Linked DNA regions of Mus musculus: region 1 is linked to region 2. A link is a contact called in public promoter capture Hi-C data. All regions are on one chromosome and are shown on one strand. Each heading gives the region's core, a stretch centred on a gene start, on an enhancer-like site or on the middle of the called end of the contact. The rest is flanking DNA. Distances are from core to core; before and after follow the strand shown.

What was found. Promoter capture Hi-C pulls out the DNA fragments that hold promoters and counts their contacts.
Region 1: a contact with region 2 is called in a promoter capture Hi-C map of hippocampal neurons, with 5 times the contacts expected there. The contact joins the promoter of Tspan12 here to the promoter of Ankrd7 in region 2. A contact is called at or near these places in 1 of 39 promoter capture datasets (hippocampal neurons) and 1 of 115 datasets of contacts at active chromatin or transcription factors (astrocytes).

Annotation. Positions count from the first base shown.
Region 1 is chr6:21,850,176-21,855,175 of GRCm38.p6, forward strand. It overlaps Tspan12 (tetraspanin 12), which reads right to left and starts at 2,358. Exons shown (of 9, transcript NM_173007.4): 1 at 2,231-2,358; 2 at 1,837-1,992; 3 at 835-970. The coding sequence starts at 900. It overlaps Gm30270 (a long non-coding RNA gene), which reads left to right and starts at 2,243. Exons shown (of 2, transcript XR_377371.2): 1 at 2,243-2,551; 2 at 3,094-3,608.
Region 2 is chr6:18,862,725-18,867,668 of GRCm38.p6, forward strand. Ankrd7 (ankyrin repeat domain 7) reads left to right here and starts at 3,594. Exons shown (of 6, transcript NM_029202.2): 1 at 3,594-4,003. The coding sequence starts at 3,759.

The DNA.
Region 1 (5,000 bases), core at 1,108-3,607, 3.0 Mb after region 2:
TCCAACAGGAAACGTTGAATATAAATTATTAAAGGAACACAAAAATGGCACAAGAGAACTTACTTAAGTATGACAACCTTCTGAAGTAACATTCATAATTTTAATACTCGTATTTCCGTAAGCATTATAAATAATACTACACTAACACTTGGTGAAAACTTGGATAGAAGACACCAAAAGTCACTAACTCATGCAGTGTAATTTCCGTGGGCTTTTAAATTGTATGTATTTTGTTTCCTCAGATGGATGTGTTGTTTCCTCAGATGGATGTGTTTTTTTTTCCTAATATATACATATAATTCCTCAAACATTCCCAACTTAGAAATAGTTATAAGAAAACCACTTTTTGGACTATATGGAATTCCCTTTAAAAACGTATCCAGACTTTTGGTAAGATATCTAGGTGTGACTCTTTCCAAAGATATATTAAGAGTAGTTGCCCCAACAAGTTTTCATAGGCTGTGGTGGTGACGTATAGAAAAAATGTAAGGCTTGCACAGTTATCTAAAATTCCTGCAAACTAGCGGTTCCCGAGTAGTCTGTCATAGTCTCTTATCTTCCAGTACAAGCACGTGCACTTATTTATATCCTTAGATTAGCTTCATGTTACTTGGCACTTGTATACAGGAGCGGCTTTTTTTTTTTTTCTAATTTCAGATGGAACTTGAGCTAGATCAAAGGTATTCGAAGAAGGTCAATTTTTACTTCTCTGACCAACAGAGGATGTGATCTCACGCCGTTAATTCACGCTGAGCCAATGCCCTTTGGCGCCTTATCTGGTAGTTGAGAAAACCCAATCTAGCCATCCCCACCCGCTGGGATAGTAGGACTTACCCAAAAGAGCAGGTTGAGGGCGTAGAGCAAGCAGCGCAAACACTTCACGGAATCTTCTCTGGCCATTGTGAGTCTTGGGAGGGAGAAACCCCATCCTCTCACCACATTCTACTGGTCCAGGCAGAGCCCCGGCGATCTGCAGGGGCGGGCACAGCAGAGAACTACCTTCACAAGTGAACCCCTCTGCCAGCCCTCAGCTGGGTCCCCAGGATCCCCAAGCCTAGTTTATTTCAGACGTCCTCTCATCGAAACTCATTTGTTAGAGTCTTAAAGGGAATAAAACTCCCAAAAGTCCTCACATGGCATCGGATAACACCTGCTGCCAAGAGAAAAGGTTAACTCTCTGGATGAATGTACAGTAAACTAGTTTTCCCAGGGGACCAGTGGCATGGCCCTTGAGACTTTCTTTGCTGTCTCCTGGGGGACAGCTTTGTGACTCTGGAGATGCCACAGGCTCCAGTGCTATCCCTATTCCCAAGGACGGACACACACACACATCGACCTCTCGGAGCACAGGAATGCCCTTCTCTGGGCAGCTCCTGGGCCCTACCTCCCTGCTCCCACCCCACCACCGGGTCGCACAGCTCGGGTGTGAACTCGGGAGCCACTGGGGGCGCAGCACAGAGCTGGGATCCCGCCCGGTGACTAGGGTTTCTTTGGAAGAACGTGAGAAATGCAGTTTGTCCTCCGGGAATAATGGATGAGCCTGGGGCGGGATGGCGGGGAGGAGAAATTGGGGAGTCAGGGCCGGTGCGGCAGTACCCAAGCCGGACCGGTCATCATTCACTACCACCCCCGCCCCCCCGGACGCGCAACCTCGGGGTCCCGCGTGCCGCCGCGACACTGAGGTCCCCGCCGCCCGCAGAGCACAAAGCCTGCGCGGTCAGGCAAAGTCACCGGCGGCCGCACGCCCCCGGCAGGACGCACCGCGCAGGGCAGAAGCCACTCCGGCAGGCGGCAGGGACCGCGGGCAGGAGAGATGTGGGACTTGTGGCCACTCACCGTTCGAGCTGCGCTCCTGCCGGGGAACAGTCGGGGACACACAGCAGACACTCATCCGGGCAGGGACGCTCCTCCCGGAGAGCCAAAGGGATGCATCGGCGCCAGCAGCAGACGCTTCCTTGTCTTCCTCTCTCCAACCGTCGGCGTCGCTAACTCCTGGGAAAAAGAAAAAAGAAAAAAAAAAAAAAAAAAAAAAAAAAAAAAAAAAGTCCCGGGCAGCAGACGCTGGAAAGTCTCTGCTAAGCCACCTCCCAACGCCGCTGTCCCTCCCAAGTCCTCGCCAAGTCCGGACAAGGCAGCAGCGGCAGCCAGGGCCAGCTGCACAAACTCTCAGCGCATGCTCGGCCGCTGGCTGCCGGGTTGGGTCCTAGTGGGTGTTTCTTGTCCCTCTTACCCAGAGTGACACCCCAGAGAGATTCTTCACCTCTGCGAGATAGAATGCCGGAGAGATTAAAAACCTGCAAAACTAGGAGGAGTCCTTGCAGCACACCCCTTTAAAATGGTACCGTCGTGGGAATGGAGGGTGGGTTATAAGGAAGCAGGCTTTTTATTATATGAAAATATTTGTGTTTGAGAAGGGGGGCCACCGGTGGCCCAACCCAATTCCTGCAATGAGAGACGAGTTTTCAGGACCTTTGTGGAGCCGCCTCCGGTGACTTGTCATTAATGTCCTGCCCTGTGAACCTTATTGATTTGTTGCACTCCCCGATCAAAAGTAGGTAAATAAATATATAAAATAACATTTCTTTCCCACTCTGATCTACTAACATTTGCAAAAACCATCAATGTATCTCTATACAGATTTAGCATCCAGATAGGGAAAAGATCAGGCAATTCTTTCACAAGTTTCCAAAGTTTTTAAACTTTCTCCTGATACTGTGGTGTCTTGGCAATGTTGGTGATTTAATCTGGAAAGGCACATAGGGTAGTGAATCTTTGGAAGCCGCCTTGATTTTTTTTTTTTTTTAACTAGAGATTCAGTAGGGTATCACAGGAACCACATCACAAGAATCACAAAGCATAGCTCCAAACCTATCTTCTATTTCAGAAGTAAGACATTTTCACACTTAAAAATTAAAATTGCTGGCTCATGTTGCTCCCATAAAAGATTAGGTTTTATCCCTCACAGTAGTATATGTTGCTGTGACCATTTGTTTCCTCGTCAAATAGGAAAAACAAAACAAAAAAAAAAAACAAAAAACAAAAACAAAAACAAACAAACAAACAAAAAACTCACCAAAAATTGTGTTACCTTAGATCCAAGCAACATCTTTGAGAAAAACTAATAATCGGAGTCTTCGGGGCAACATGCAGCTGTGGTCTGTATCCATCATCACCTGTCTGCTGTGTGGCCAAAGTGACAAGGAGACGTGCTCTAAATTGGTTGGTACCGAGGTCAAGACCATGAGAGTCAATATGGATGCCCAGGCCTAGGGTATTAACATTCCTCCTAAGCAAATCACTAAGACAAGTTCTAAAAAGCAAACAAGGACAGCCATCCACACAAATTGCCAAGGAAATCGTCAGTCATCCATCAGATGGCCCCCACTCCAGCAACAGAGTGGCTTCAGAAATTGTGGGAGGAGCTAAGAGAGCCGCTTTCATCCCTTGTGTTCACAGGCAAGCGCAAGGTCAGCTGCCTGCGACTGAAACAAACCACCATCCAAACTGTGTGCTGCCACACAGTTCCTGAGAGACCTAAAATTTTCTTCATACAAGGGAGGCTTTGACATTAAAAGGAAGAAATGAATGCCCATAATAAAAATAAAAACTATCTTCCATTGCTAGAAGATTGATTGGTAAATGCTTTCTGCATAATCCATAAATTCCTCGGGTTCACCTACCTGATACACACCTACATGATAAACTAGTAATACAGATGAAAGGTCTTTAAAAGTATGTTTGTCCTCCATCTTCATAGTAAATAAGAAATGAGGGACAGATTAGTAGCCTCACGTGGCCAACTCTTAGTGCAATTGGAGTCAGGCGACCATCTGGAATCCAGAAACACCCTGAAGCTCTGGTGAACCCCAGAACACTGAAGTCAGAGTCTCCAAAAGTGTGGCCTTAGCTAGCATGCAATTTATTTCACCATTTCCAAACATTTCCATTTACTGAGTGCGCAGTAAAGTTTAAAAATCTACTAGGCTTTCCTGGAAGCCTCAAATGAGCAGAAGAGCCTCTTTGGGGTGTAGTGGGATTAAATTCCTCACCTGCCAGTTGAAAAACTGAGAATATCCCCCTCTTTCTAAGCAAGAAGAAAACAACTGTAGTTATTTCACTAATACTCCCAACAAATTGTCTTCAGAAGCTTAATCAACTTCAGTAGGAGAGACCTCATTACATTTAAAATATTGCAACACGGGGCAGCTGTCATGGCCTCTACTTGACTATACCTCTTGACACTTCTCTGCCCCTATTCTGCCTTTATAACTTCAGCGAGGTCTCCTGTTAGGAAGCTCTTGACTACAGTGATGGGAATCACAGCTGCCATTCTCACCACACCTGTAGCTTTCTCAACCAACATTCACTACATGGGTATCATTACAATTTGAGTGCGGAGTAACATATTTGTATATCCTGCTCATTGCCAGGGAGGCAGAAGCCCCTTCTAAAGAAGCATGCACTTCATTAAGTATTATTTGGTGTGTGGCACATGCTGTAGCTCTCTCCAGCTGAAAATATTAAAAATAAAAGTCCCTGACTGCTCAGGAAAGGGAAAACAGTTCTTTCTTGCTTGTTTAATGGTCATAATGTGAATAAGATGTGCATTTACAAGCACCTACTCATCAATTCCAGAGTTAAAAGCAAAACTCGGGAGTGTGGTAAGACAGATGACAGCTCCTCTCTCCATAAGCCACTGTACCTGTCCTACCTACAGTGTGGAGAGGAAGGGACAGCAAGGTGTTTGGTTACACGAAAGAGTTTTGCTGGCTTCTGAGCACAAAGAGTGGCTCTTCACAATCGTGAAACAAAGGAGGCTAATGGAGGTCTTGGGGTTTGTTTGTTTGTTTGTTTGTTTTCTTTTTTTTTAAACAAGTCTTATGTATATATAACATGATGGCTGTTGCCCACAATGACACAGTAACTTCTCATAACTGTGATAGAGTACTGTGTGACTCAATTGACTGCTTCAGGGCTGCCCAGTCATCGAGCAAAGGAGA
Region 2 (4,944 bases), core at 2,344-4,843:
CTCTCAATTCTCTCAAAACAAGCAAAGAACTTAGGTTATTGTAGTGAAGATTGTTTGGTCCTGACTTTGGTTTTGTTGTTTTGCTGGTGATGGGGAGGAATGTCGACAAGGTCTCATTCTCTAGTCCAGGCTGTTTTCTGAGCTTGCAAAGCCCTCCTGCCTGTTTCTTGAATCTTAGAATTATGAGCTTATGCCACCATGTCCAGCTAGATTCTACTCTGTAGCTTCACATTTACAGTGCAAATATGGTGTTTCCTGTAGTGTTACTTAAGAAACTCAAATCTACAGTGGAAAAAAGACAGCATTTTCAACAAATGGTGCTGGCACAACTGGTGGTTATCATGTAGAATAGTGCAAATTGATCCATTCCTATCTCCTTGTACAAAGCTCAAGTCTAAGTGGATCAAAGAACTCCACATAAATCCAGAGACTGAAATTTATAGAGGAGAAAGTGGGGAAAACCCTCGAAGATATGGGCACAGGGGAAAAATTCCTAAACAGAACAGCAATGGCCTGTGCTGTTAAATCAAGAATTGACAAATGGGACCTCATAAAATTGCAAAGCTTCTATAGGGCAAAGGATACTGTCAATAAGACAAAAAGGCCACCAACAGATTGGGAAAGAATTTCTACCAATCCTAAATCAGATAGGGGACTAATATCCAATATATACAAAGAGCTCAAGAAGGAGAACTCCAGAAATTCAAATAACCCTATTAAAAATGGGATACAGTGCTAAACAGAATTCTCAACTGAGGAATACCAAAGGGCTGAGAAGCACTTGAAAAAATGTTGAACATCCTTAATCATCAGGGAAATGCAAATCAAAACAACCCTGAGATTCCACCTCACAGCAGTCAGAATGGCTAGGATCAAAAATTCAGGTGACATCAGATGCTGGTGAGGATGTGGAGAAAGAGGAACACTCCTCCATTGCTAGTGGGATTGCAAGCTTGTACAACCACTCTGGAAATCAGTCTGGCGGTTCCTCAGAAAACTGGACATAGATCCAGCAATACCTTTCCTGGGCATATATATACCCAGAAGATGTTCCAACTGGCAGTAAAGACACATGTTCCACTATGTTCATAGCAGCCCTATTTATAATAGCCAGAAGCTGTAAAGAACCCAGATGCCCTCAACAGAGGAATGGATACAGAAAATGTGGTACATTTACACAATGGAGTACTACTCAGCTATTAGAAACAATGGATTTATGAAATTCTTGGACAAATGGATGTATCTGGAGGATATCATCCTGAGTGAGGTAACTCTGTCACAAAAGAAGTCACTTGATATGCACTCACTGATAAGTGGATATTAGCCCAGAAACTTAGAATACCCAAGATACAACTTCCAAAACACAAGAAAATCAAGAAGGAAGACCAACTCCTGGATACTTTATTCCTCCCTAGAATAGCGAATAAAATATCCATGGAAGGAGTTGTAGAGACAAAGTTTGGAGCTAAGATAAAAGGATGGCCCATCCAGAGACTGCCCCACACGGGGGTCCATCCCATAATCAGGCACCAAACGCAGACACTATTGCATATGTCAGCAAGATTTTGCTGAAAGGACCCTGATATAGCTGTCTCCTGTGAGGCTATGCCAGTGCCTGGCAAATACAGAAGTGGATGCTCACAGTCATCTATAAGATGGAACACAGGGCCCCCAATGTAGGAGCTAGAGAAAGTACCCAAGAGCTGAAGGAGTCTGCAACTCTATAGATGGATCAACAATATGAACTAATCAGTACCTCCAGAGCTCATGTCTCTAGCTGCATATGTATCAGAAGATGGCCTAGTTGGCCATCATTGGGAAGAGAGGCCCCTTGGTCTAGCAAACTTTATATGCCCCAGTACAGGGGAACACCAGGGCCATGAAATGTGAGTGAGTGTGTAGGGGAGGCGGACGGGCGGAGGGTATAGGGGACTTTTGGGATAGCGTTTGAAATGTAATTGAAGAAAATATTTAATAAGAAATTTTTAAAAATTTAAAAAATTACTTAGTTAATTAAATTAAAAAAAAGAAAGAAAGAAACTCAAATCTAGGTGTAGTGGGGATTTTGGTTTCTTTAAAAACACACAAATGTTGTTTTTATCTTAATATGAGGCTGCCTCAGATTGTCCACAGCATGCATGATTCATCTCTGACAGGGGTCTGATTTTGAAAGGTGAAGATAGTTTATATTTGGAATTCTGGGAACCCTTGAGAGGGTATATCAAGTGTCCCAAGAGAGGTGGCAGCTGCTGATGCCCTTGCTGTTGCTGTTGCTGCTGTTTGGGTGCTGTTGATTGCTGCTTATTTCATAGAAGGAATTTATTTGCCTCAAGGAACTTGATACCCTAATCACCAGGAAGTAGTCTCATGATGCCAACACCCCATTTCCAGTCTAGTATTCTTTCTCTCCTGCCTAGTGTTGTGGGGTTGGAAAGGGATATGGATTAGGGTGGTAGAAAGGGGGAATCTATAAAGTAGCCAAAAGTCTTTTGTTTTTTTATGTGACATATCCTAACACATATTTATCCTAATCAGAATTAGTGATCAGAGAAGTAAACTTGTAAGACATAAGGAAGTCAGGGGAGATTTTACTTAAGCAATGTTATCAGGTAGGCTACAGTGTCTAGGGCACATAGAATGATACTGGCTTTTGATAGTAATGTGGACATATAACCTACATGAAAAAAATGGCAAGATGGGTTTTTTGTTTGTTTGTTATTGCTTTGGATAAGATGCAGGTAATTAGGTAGGTTTATTTGACTCGTGTAGAATTTCTCTACTGTGATTCTCAAACAATTATGAAGCAAAGTCATTAGCCAAGGGGCATTGAAGAGAAATGATGTAACAGGGGAGAGGAAAGGGACAACAGTTGGGGTAGGAAACTAGTTAAGTGTTGATGGACAGAGTAGCAGTCTTCTTAAAGGTCATGTTCTTGAACTGAAAAGGAAAACCGACGGCATGGTGGTTCCCTTTAGTCCTATTCAGAGTCTCAGAGTAGATAAAACAGGTTAGAGTTTACTAGGGCTTAGGTTTAAAGGACATAAGCAGAACAGGCACATTTACTGACTACATTTACATGGAAGGGATTTTAATGAGTGGAATTCAGTCTGGTTAAGTAGAACACAGAGCATACAGGGAAAGGTGGACAAGGGCAGGGAAAAGCAATAGAGTTAATGAGCCTTAGATACATTGAGCTCAGTCGTCAACGGACTTTTAATTTTTTAAGTAGACAAGTTAAGGTGGAACATGAGGGGCATGTTTACAAAGTGTGCTTAAAATTGAGATCATCCAGAGATGATAGGTATAACAAGCTATAGCACGTGACCATGCAAGCGGAGACAACACCACGGGCAGAAATCCACCTTCTTCAACCCACATTGATTTGGTTAAATTAACAAGCGATTTCATCCATCCTTGAAGGAAAATGGGCTATACACTAATAGGTTTCTATCCAAGGCTCAGGATTTAACGGCAAGATTGTGTATGTGGCCATAATACCAAAATCAATCAAATATGAAAATCCAGTTCCGCTAACTGGATCACAATCAAGGCTGCAGCTGCGCAGTAGAAGCTCTGCACAGTTTCTAGGCAACAGATATAGCTGCTTTGGTCCCTGGCTATAGCCAGGCAAAGATTCTTGTCAGCACACAAGTCTAGATTTGGTCAGATCGAGAGGCAATTGTGAACAAGGTGGTTGCGGCAGAGGACCCGGGCTGTTGGTTAGGATTCCCAGGAACATCTTACTTAGAGATCTTACCATGAAGAAGTTCTTCCCCTTCAGGGGAAAGAGGAAGACAGATGATTCCCACAGCCACTCCTCAGAAGTGCCCATTAGCCTGGCCAAAACCGCACCGCCCAGCCTGTCCATAGGTGGAGGATATCACCTTCGAGATAAGCACTTAAAGAAACTTCATAAAGCTGCTACCATTGGCAATGAGCAGAAGCTGAAGGATTACCTTGAACGCAAGAAATACAATGTGAATGGGCGGGACAAAAGAAGCAGGTGACCGGAACCTAGGGTCTAGAGAGGAACTGGGGAGGACAAGCTGGGGCAGCTGGCTGTTCCAACTATAGAGAAAGCATGTCAGGGCTGTAGAACCTGGGTGTCATTCTGTGGTTTCCTGAACAGCATCACTGTCTTTGGCATAGGGTCACACATAGGTTTTGGCTCCTTAACTTGCGCATGTTTGCTTGGCTCACTGTTTTCTCTTACATTGGCTCTTTTGCTTCTTGGTATGCGTTGTGCCCCACGGGAGGGTGTATGTGTGTGAGGAAAGGCTATCATCAAGAAGGAAATTACAAAGTCTCTAAGACCTGGAAATACCAAAATAAATAACATCGTTTTGTTTAAAGAAATTTGATAACTTTACATAATGTAACAAACTTCCTTGGGCAGACAATGGTTGCCTTTCTTCTTTTGTGTTACACATTCGGGTTTTTTTTTTTTTTTCTTTTTTTTTTTTTTTTTTTTTTTTTCTTTTCTCTGAGACAGAGTTTTTCTGTGTAGCCCTGGCCGTCCTGGAACTCACTCTGTAGACCAGGCTGGCCTCGAACTCAGAAATCCACCTGCCTCTGCCTCCCAAGGGCTGGGATTAAAGGAGTGCGCCGCCACCATCACCCGGCACACATTCGTGATTTGGCTGAGACCAGAAGCGGGCACTAGATCCCCTGGTCCTGGAGTTCGTGAATAATGTAGCAAGCTTATTTATTTTATCACACATTTCACATACTGCCTGGTTTACATAGTTGTTACATATATTTGCAACATTGGAAATGACAATACCACTTGATGGGCAGAGAAATACACAACAGGGAGAAAGATGCCTTTGACATTGCCCTTTGTATTAGTTAGGGATGTTTCTTAAGTTTTGGAGAGCAATCTGAATTGTGTTAGGGTATCTTATTTTATCATCTATTCTGAAGTCCAGATACCATTTGTTTTTC